3 separate regions of the Sus scrofa genome follow, and all the other regions are linked to region 2. A link is a contact called in public HiChIP or PLAC-seq data. All regions are on one chromosome and are shown on one strand. Each heading gives the region's core, a stretch centred on a gene start, on an enhancer-like site or on the middle of the called end of the contact. The rest is flanking DNA. Distances are from core to core; before and after follow the strand shown.

Region 1 (2,747 bases), core at 53-2,552, 560 kb after region 2:
CAGGTTCTTAACCCGCTGAGCCACAACAGGAACTCTTAACACAATTGCTTTTGTTTTTTTGTTTTTGTTTTTGTTTTTTGGTCTTTTTGCTATTTCTTGGGCCGCTCCCGTGGCATATGGCGGTTCCCAGGCTAGGGGTCGAATTGGAGCCGTAGCCACCGGCCTACACCAGAGCCACAGCAATGCGGGATCTGAGCCGCGTCTACAACCTATGCCACAGCTCACGGCAACGCTGGATCCTTAACCCACTGAGCAAGGCCAGGGATCGAACCCACAACCTCATGGTTCCTCGTTGGATTCGTTAACCACTGAGCCACGAGGGGAACTCCCACAATTGCTTTTATAACATGAAATAGGCAGTATGTTTCTTAAGATTTGGTCGCATTGGTGTGTGGAGCTGTGGTTTATCATTACCGTGGAAAAGTATTCAATTTTATGAATATACTACAATGAACCCATTCTCTTGGTAATTGACAGATTGTTTCCAGTTTTTTTTCTATCCTGAGCAATGCTGTTATGAACATTCTTGTGCTTGTCTCCTAGTGCATTTGCAATAGTAGCTGTAGGAAATATAACCAGGGGTAGAATCCCTAAGATTCTAGAGGAAGTGCATTTTGAGCTTTACAATCTAATGCCTAATAGAAGTTCCTGTTGTGACGCAGCAGAAACAAATCTGACTACTATCCATGAGGACACAGATTCAATCCCTGGCCTTGCTCAGTGGGTTGGGGATCTGGTGTTGCTGTGAGCTGGACCCTCGTCCTCATGGACACTAGCTGGGTTCTTAACCTGCTGAGTCACAATAAGAACTCCGATCAGTCTCTATTTTTAAGTATTTTGTCCACATCATCTAATGCATCTTCCGACCTTACGAAAATGATATTATTATTCTCAGCTGCACAGCTGGCCGCCGTGCTCCCCTTGTACCTTCAATGCTGGGATACCAACCACACCTGGCACCGATTTATCATTGTTTCAAAGCTTGACTCCCCTCCTGGTCTGTGCGTTCTCTGCAGAACTCCCTAGGCTTCTTCATATCCCTCTTCCTGTCCTTCTCTTCCGCTCCTGGAAAACTTGAGAACGGTTTGATGAGCGAATGAATGGCATTAGTAATAATCCCCAAGGTGGAAACAAGGCACCCACAGGTCAAAGCAGAGCTAAACAAGGCTGCATTCGCAGGCATACAGGGGAAGCTCTGTAGATACCTCGAGTGTGGATGGAGGTGGTTTGAGAGCACTAGAGATATGATCTCACATTGCCAATACCGTTCCTTCATTGTGAGGGACAGGAGAAAGGGGAGGCCTCAAAACTTCCTCTTTCTGCTGGAGATTGCTGTCTGTTTTGTATTCGAACATTACATGGGGATGTTTTCTGAGACTTTGACCTTAAAGACTCTGTAGGTAAACGTTACACTTCCTTCCTGTTCCTAAAATATTAAATGGTGGGACCAGTTTGACTCAAAGGCCCTCTCCCACCCATCTTGGACTTGCTGATTGAGACCACTCAAACCAAGGCAGAATATATCCCAACCAGCTAAGAAAATGTCTTGTAAATTTCACGTCACTTGCATGTCCTCCATGTCTTACCACCTCCTTTTGCTGGGGGTGGGGTGGGGGTCCAAAGATACCACACAAATCCAGTTATTCAGAGAAGGAGGCACAGGCTGCCCCCACTCACCCTTTCACTCTTTAAGCTCTCGAATCAGAGCAGCCTCCTCTGTCACACGCAGGCCCAGTGAGCGGGAGGGGATCCTGGAGAAGGAGTGTATGTGGTGCAACACCAGAGAGCCAATATCTTGAACTGATAGCAATGGACTTGGTTTAAATTGAAATGCTGTCTTGACAGTGTATTTCCACTGGAGCGCTTGGGCTGGCTAAGTTCACATTTAGATATGAAAAGCAGGAGCACATCTTTTCCATCTATCTCTTATCAGCTCATCGTTGTTTGCAGACAATGACAAAAATATATATTTATATATATAACCCCCTGGCTTAGATCATGGCTGATCCACAGCTTTTGCATGTCCATGCCTGAATCAGATTTGCAACAGAGCCCATCCAACTGGGCAGAAATCTATTACTCAAGCGGTTGAAAAGTCCATTTGAAGCTAGATAATTGCTCCACACGTAAATAGGGTTTACCTGTAAGCATCTTACACAGGATTATTTCCAGTCAGTCGGGTTTTCCCTTTCTGGCACCACCTTGGAATAGAAGCGAGAAAAATCCTTCTCCTTCTTGCCCCTGCCTCAGGTAGAGACGCTGAGCATTCAACAAACAGGGATCAGTTAATTACCTTCTCTACATTAGGCCCTGCAGGTGCAAATGGAAGTGGGGCACCTTTATCCTCTGCTTCGAAGAGAAGGAGACAAAGGGAGCAGATGTCAACAGGTTGTAGTGAGGGTGTTTAGTAACTTATGAATGAATGGAAGAAATGAAGAATAAGCTGTCAGAACATGGGGAAGCCTCAATGCTAAGGGCTGTGCCCAGGAAGGTCTTCAACTAGGATGGGCAGGTGTCGGGGATTAGGACGAACTCTTTCTTCCTCTTCTTCTTTTTCATACGGCCACACCTGCGGCATATGGAAGTTCCTGGCCTAGGGGTCAAATCTGAGCTGCTGCTGCTGCCCTCGCCACAGCCACAGCAAAGCGGGATCCGAACGGCATCTGTGACCTACACCGAAGCTCACAGCAATGCCAGATCCCAAACCCACTGAGCAAGGCCAGGGATTGAACCTGCATCCTCATGGA
Region 2 (2,707 bases), core at 49-2,548:
TAAAATTCATGCAAATTCCTCTAAAATGATCACTGATGACATCATCTGTAAAAATGGGAATCTAGGTTAAATCTCTAAGACCTCTTCCAGCTCTAACCTCCATAAGTCTTAGCATCTCCATGTTCTAATATGAGTTTTTTGTTTGTTTTTTGTCTTTTTAGGGCCGCACCTAAAAAGCATGTGGAGCTTTCCAGGCTAGGGGTCGAATCAGAGCTACAGCAGCTGGTCTACACCACAGCCACAGGAATGCGGGATCCGAGACGCATCTGTGACTTAGGCTACAGCTCACAGCAACCATGGATCCTTAACCCACTGAGCAAAGCCGGGATTGAACCTGCGTCCTCATGGATGGTGGTCAGATTCAGATTTCCACTGAGCCATGATGGGAACTCCTGGTTTTTTTGTGTGTTTGTTTGTTTGTTTGTTTTGCTGAGTATTTAGAAAAATAATAACTGAAGAAGTCAAAAATAGCAAATATTATATGATAAAATGCATACGTATAATTTTAATTAGAAGCCGATACATTTTTCATATTTTTAAGTTTCATTGAAATATAATTGATTTACAAGGTTGTGATAATTTCTGCTGTGCAACCAAGTGATTCAGTTATAGACATACACAAAGAAGAGCCACATCTGGACCTACACTGCAGCTTGCAGCAACACCGGATCATAACCCACTAAGTGAGGTCAGGGATCAAACTCTCACCTTCATGGATACTGGCCAGGTTTGTTGCTGCTGAACCAAAATAGGAACTCCCAGATTGTATCTTTCAAAGATGGTTCTACCTGTATATTTATCCCATCCCACATGCTTGTCTTAAAGGAGACTTTCACTTCTCCCACAGAGAGAGGGGAACCTCTGTTCCCTTCTTATGCACCTGAACAGGGACCTGTGATTGCCTCAAGAAATCATGTGACTTTGAAAAATGTCACTAAACATGTAACTTTGAAGCCCAGGTCATACAAAGGCCACGCAACCTCCATTTCTTTCTTCCTCTTTCTTGGGATACTTGCCCTTACAACTCGGCCATCACGTGGTAAGGAAACCCATCCCACCGAGGTGTCCAGTGTGGGACAGTCCCCAGCCAGTCCCCAGCAATGAGCAAGCATCAACTGCCATCATAACGTGTGAGCGAATGATCGTTCAGAGGTTTCCAGCCCCCAGCCTCTGAGTTTTCCAGCTGATGCCCCAGATGTTGTGAATCAGAAACCAACCTTCATTCTGTACCTGATCTGAATTTTTGACCACAGAAACCGTGAGAAAGCATACACTATCTAAGGCATGATTATCGTGCCATGCTTTGGGGTGACTCATTATGCAACCATAGTAACGCAGGGAGACAATGAAATGCTCTGATGTGGAAAGTGTGCTTGTTATTGATTTAGAAAACTGAGTGTCACTCAATGAGGGAGAAGAATTGAAATGCATTTTAAGTTATCATTAATCTCCTAGGCCATCAAGGAGTTCCCGTTGTGGCTCAGCAGGTTAAGAACCCGACTAGGATCCATGAGAACACAGGTTGGATCCCAGGTTTCACTCAGTGTGTCAAATGATCCGGTGTTACCTTGAGCTGTGGTGTAGGTCGCAGACGTGGCTCAGATCCTGTGTTCCTGTGGCTGTGGCGTAGGCTGGCAGCTACATCTCTTGATTCAACACCTAGCCTGGGAACTTCCACGTGTCAGCCTAAAAAGACAAAAACAAAAAAAAACAAAAAAACCCACAACTCCTTGGCTATCAGTTAATCAGACACAGTCTCTCTGCAGAAAGAAGCATTTATGTTGAAAATGAATGCCTGGTTACAGAGAGAAGCCCTAAAGAGCATCTTCGGAACTTGAATTACTGAGGACATCCCTCTTGTCTAAGGGGGACCACGTAACAGATTACATGTTTCACAAATGTGCTCTTTGAAACAAACCAAACTACAGTAAAAAAAAAAAAACAATTTGCAATAATCTTAGTCTTTCTTCCATCAGAACAAAAGTTTAAGTTTGCTTTTCCTGTCACATTTCAGACATTTTGCCATGTCATTATTTAAGGAAGCAATCATATTGTAATACTTCCTCTTTTCAATTCAGACAAAGAAGTGTAAACATATTAGCAAAAAGGGAACCATAGTTGTATCTGAAACATTAATGTATTTAGAAAATGTCATCCTAAAATTCTCAGTAACCCAGATGCATTTTACTGTATCAAGCAAGATATTATAATTGCTGTTTTGTAAAAGACATATCTCTATATTTATATCTACCTATCTATATGTCCAGATAGATTTTTTTATGGTGGCTTGCTGCTTTTCTAATGCTATTTGTCATATATGTAAAAGTAAAAACAGGCACAATAGCATAGACTATTACCCATGTTATATATGTAAAAGCCCCAGAGAACATTTTTTTCCCATGCAGACTGAAAAGGCCTATGCAAGACCTGCTTGACTATGCAGGACATATTCTTGTCTTTATTTCTGTCTATTAATTCAAGTCAGTTCTCAGTAGTTCCAGAAAGATCTCTAGCCCACCCAAAATTGTACAAGTAGCTACAAATGTAAAGGATCTATTTGAATTTAAATGTTTTCATGTCATCTGTCATTTTTAACATGTCCATCAAGAAAGCGAGCCTTCTGATTTGATTCCTTATTAAAACTCATAGGAGGATCAAATTAATAACCAAGAAGTTACCTACTTCAAAACCATAGGATAAAACTCTT
Region 3 (2,786 bases), core at 153-2,652, 670 kb after region 2:
AACAGGCTGGCCTGGTCTTCAGCCTGCCCTAGGGGGAGGTGGGTGGGGGAGACCCCATTCGTTCTGGATTCTGCATGACCCAGCGGGGAAGTGCAGCTCCCACAGCCCTCTCCCTCCTCCCTGAGCACCAAGGCACCCAACACCCTGGCTGGCCACCGCTCCCCACCCCACCCACCGCAGGCTGTGCAAAGCCAAGTTCATGGGCCAATTCATAGGCTGGCTTACATGCCTTTCCACAGAAAAACAGAGAACCTGTCCTATTTTTCGACAACACTAGGAAACAACATGTGTGTCGTTTCTCTCTCTTTTTAATTCTTTAGCAAAAAAAAATTTTTATTATAGTTGATTTACAATGTTCTGTTTTCTTATGTCAGTCTCTCAAAGCAATAGAAATAAAAACAAAAACAAACCAGTGGGACTTAATCAAACTTAAAATCTTTTGCCCAGCAAAGGAAACCATCAAAAAACCAAAAAGGCAGCCTACAGAATGGGAGGAACTAGTTGCAAATGATGCCACCAACGAGGGCTTAATCTCCAAAAAATACAAGCAACTCATACACCTCAACTGCAAAAAAAAAAAAAAAAAAAAAAGAAAAAAATTGAAAAAAAATTTGAAAAATGGGCAGAAGACTTAAATAGACATTTCAACAAGGAGGACCTACAGAGAGCCAACAGGCACATGAAAAGAAGCTCAACATCAGTAATTTTGCGAGAAACACAAATCAAAATTACAAGGAGGTTCCACTTCATTTTTCTCTCTTGCTTGTGGCACCTGTGGCCTGCATCTGGCCTTTGGTGCGCAGCGGCGCAGGCCTGAGAGGACAAACGCAACAGAGAAGCGAGGCGGGGTGTAGAAAGTGCTGAGTGAGAAGACAGCTTTCACACTTCACAGGAGGGGCAGACCTGTGGGCATCATCATTGTAAGTATTAGTTTTACCGAGAAAATAATGAGTTGGCTATGACACCACCAACAATAATAATGATCTAAGAAAGAAAGTGCTTTCCTGAATAGGTGCTTGTCTCGTTTAAAAAAAAAAAAGAAGAAGCCACAGATGGGGTGGTTTAAACTGCAGATGTTTATTTTCTCCCAGTTCTGGGGGCTGGAAGTTCAGGGTGTCTTCTCACCGGGTTCCCCCTTGGCCTTGGCCGGGGGGTGGGGGGGGGGGGGGCAAGTGTCGGGGGAGCCGCCCTGCTTTCTCTTCCTCTTCTTCTAAGGGCAGCAGTCCCATCTGATTAGGGCTCCACCATCATGACCTCACCTCATCTTTATCAGGTCCTCCCTGCCTGTCTCCAAATACAGTCACATTCCGATTTCAACGTACAAAGTGTGTGTGGGGGGGCGGACACACACACACACATCCAGTTGGTAGCAGAGCCCCTGTGCTAACTCGCATCAGAGACCGTGTCCAACCCCACCTTCCGGGCCTGTACCTTCCAAGCTTGTGAATGAGTAAAGCAGTTGGAGTGGGGGCTGGCGGGGTGACTGTGCAAAGCTAATGTCTGTGGCAACATAGATTTGGGTTATTTTGAAAAATAGTTTCTGCAAATCGTGGACAACTTGCTGAGACAACTTGCTGTCGACAGCGGCCCTGTTTTATTTCAATGGGGAAAAATGCCCAATTATAGTCATGCTTTCTGAGAACAGGCGCTGGAGGGAAGTCAACCCCGCAGCCTGCAGAGAAGGCTGAAATAATGAGGCGGCGGCAGGGGGAGGGTGCCCCCTGCTGGACAGTCGTGTACACTACAATGCACGCGAAGAAAAGGAGGATGGAGGGAGAAGTCCTTGAATTTACAGGTACAAGGCCCCGCCCCCAAAGATTAGCTACCCCTCCTCCTCTCCGGTCCCCCAGGAATGCCCTGGCGAAGAGAAAGTTCCGTTCCTTTCATGGCTTCTCCCAGCTAGCTACATCTTTAACTAGCAGGGACGCAGTGACCATGGCAATGATCGAGTCAGCACAGCCATTTGCAGAGGGTTCACTGAGTGGGGGTGGGGGCGGGCTCAGGTGGTGCGCTCCGGACCTGACTTAATCCTCACAACGCACAGTTGGGTGAGATACTGATGTAATTGAGCAGGACCATATGAGGTCTTCCCGGAACAGGCCACCCTTATATACTTGTCCTCCTCCTGCCTCTTGAGAAAAACGGTAGCCTCCTAGGCTTTCCCGGAGTCCCAAAGAGTAAAATTAATCAGAGAAGTGAGAAAATGCAGAAAGAAAGAAAAACAGTCAAGCAAGACAAAATAATAATAGTTTAGCCATTAAACAAAGTCAAGGACATTGGGTTCCTCCTCAAGGGCTGTAGATAATATTCTGAGCCACATCTCTTGAGCTGTTTTGCAGATACTGAAACCCCAACCCGGTGGGAGAAGTTAACTCTAGGGTGATGACCTTGACTTCAGATTACGTCATCACCAACCAGTCAGAAGAACATCCACAGGGTAGTCACGCCCCTGCAAAGCCCTCCCACATCCTGTCTTTAAAAACGCTGCCCTGGATTTCCCTGGTGGCTCAGCAGGTTAAGAATCCCGTGTCATCATGGCAGTGGCTCGGGTCACTGCCATTGCTGTGGCGTGGGTTCAGTCCCTGGCCAGGGGAACTTCTAAATGCCATGGGTGTGGCCACAAAAAACACAAACATATCCTTGACAGCCTTCGGGGAGTTCAGGCCTTTTTAGCATTAAGTCCCTGGACTCCTTGCTCGGCACCTGCAAACCAACACTGCCCTTTCCTTCGCCACAACCCAGGGTCGGTAGATTAGCTTTACTCCTTAGAGAGGTTAAGTGATTTG

What was found. HiChIP or PLAC-seq counts read pairs in DNA pulled down with a chosen protein or histone mark.
Region 1: a contact with region 2 is called in an H3K27ac HiChIP or PLAC-seq map of alveolar macrophages. The contact joins two enhancer-like sites. A contact is called at or near these places in 1 of 47 Hi-C or Micro-C datasets (embryonic fibroblasts) and 1 of 2 datasets of contacts at active chromatin or transcription factors (alveolar macrophages).
Region 3: an H3K27ac HiChIP or PLAC-seq map of alveolar macrophages shows a contact between it and region 2. The contact joins two enhancer-like sites. A contact is called at or near these places in 2 of 5 promoter capture datasets (fetal skeletal muscle and liver), 3 of 47 Hi-C or Micro-C datasets (brain, omental adipose tissue and subcutaneous adipose tissue) and 1 of 2 datasets of contacts at active chromatin or transcription factors (alveolar macrophages).

Annotation. Positions count from the first base shown.
Region 1 is chr10:14,475,361-14,478,107 of Sscrofa11.1, reverse strand. No RefSeq gene overlaps it. Among named protein-coding and RNA genes, the nearest start is that of ITPKB, 7.1 kb to the right of the region's middle. Within about 2 kb of position 1,302, at least 1 of the 83 cell types and tissues checked has an H3K27ac peak or open chromatin away from gene starts, as enhancers often do. A contact at or near this core is called in alveolar macrophages, where this site is marked.
Region 2 is chr10:15,031,907-15,034,613 of Sscrofa11.1, reverse strand. No RefSeq gene overlaps it. Among named protein-coding and RNA genes, the nearest start is that of AHCTF1, 8.9 kb to the left of the region's middle. Within about 2 kb of position 1,298, at least 9 of the 83 cell types and tissues checked have an H3K27ac peak or open chromatin away from gene starts, as enhancers often do. A contact at or near this core is called in alveolar macrophages, where this site is marked.
Region 3 is chr10:14,356,992-14,359,777 of Sscrofa11.1, reverse strand. No RefSeq gene overlaps it. Among named protein-coding and RNA genes, the nearest start is that of STUM, 63 kb to the right of the region's middle. Within about 2 kb of position 1,402, at least 26 of the 83 cell types and tissues checked have an H3K27ac peak or open chromatin away from gene starts, as enhancers often do. A contact at or near this core is called in alveolar macrophages, where this site is marked.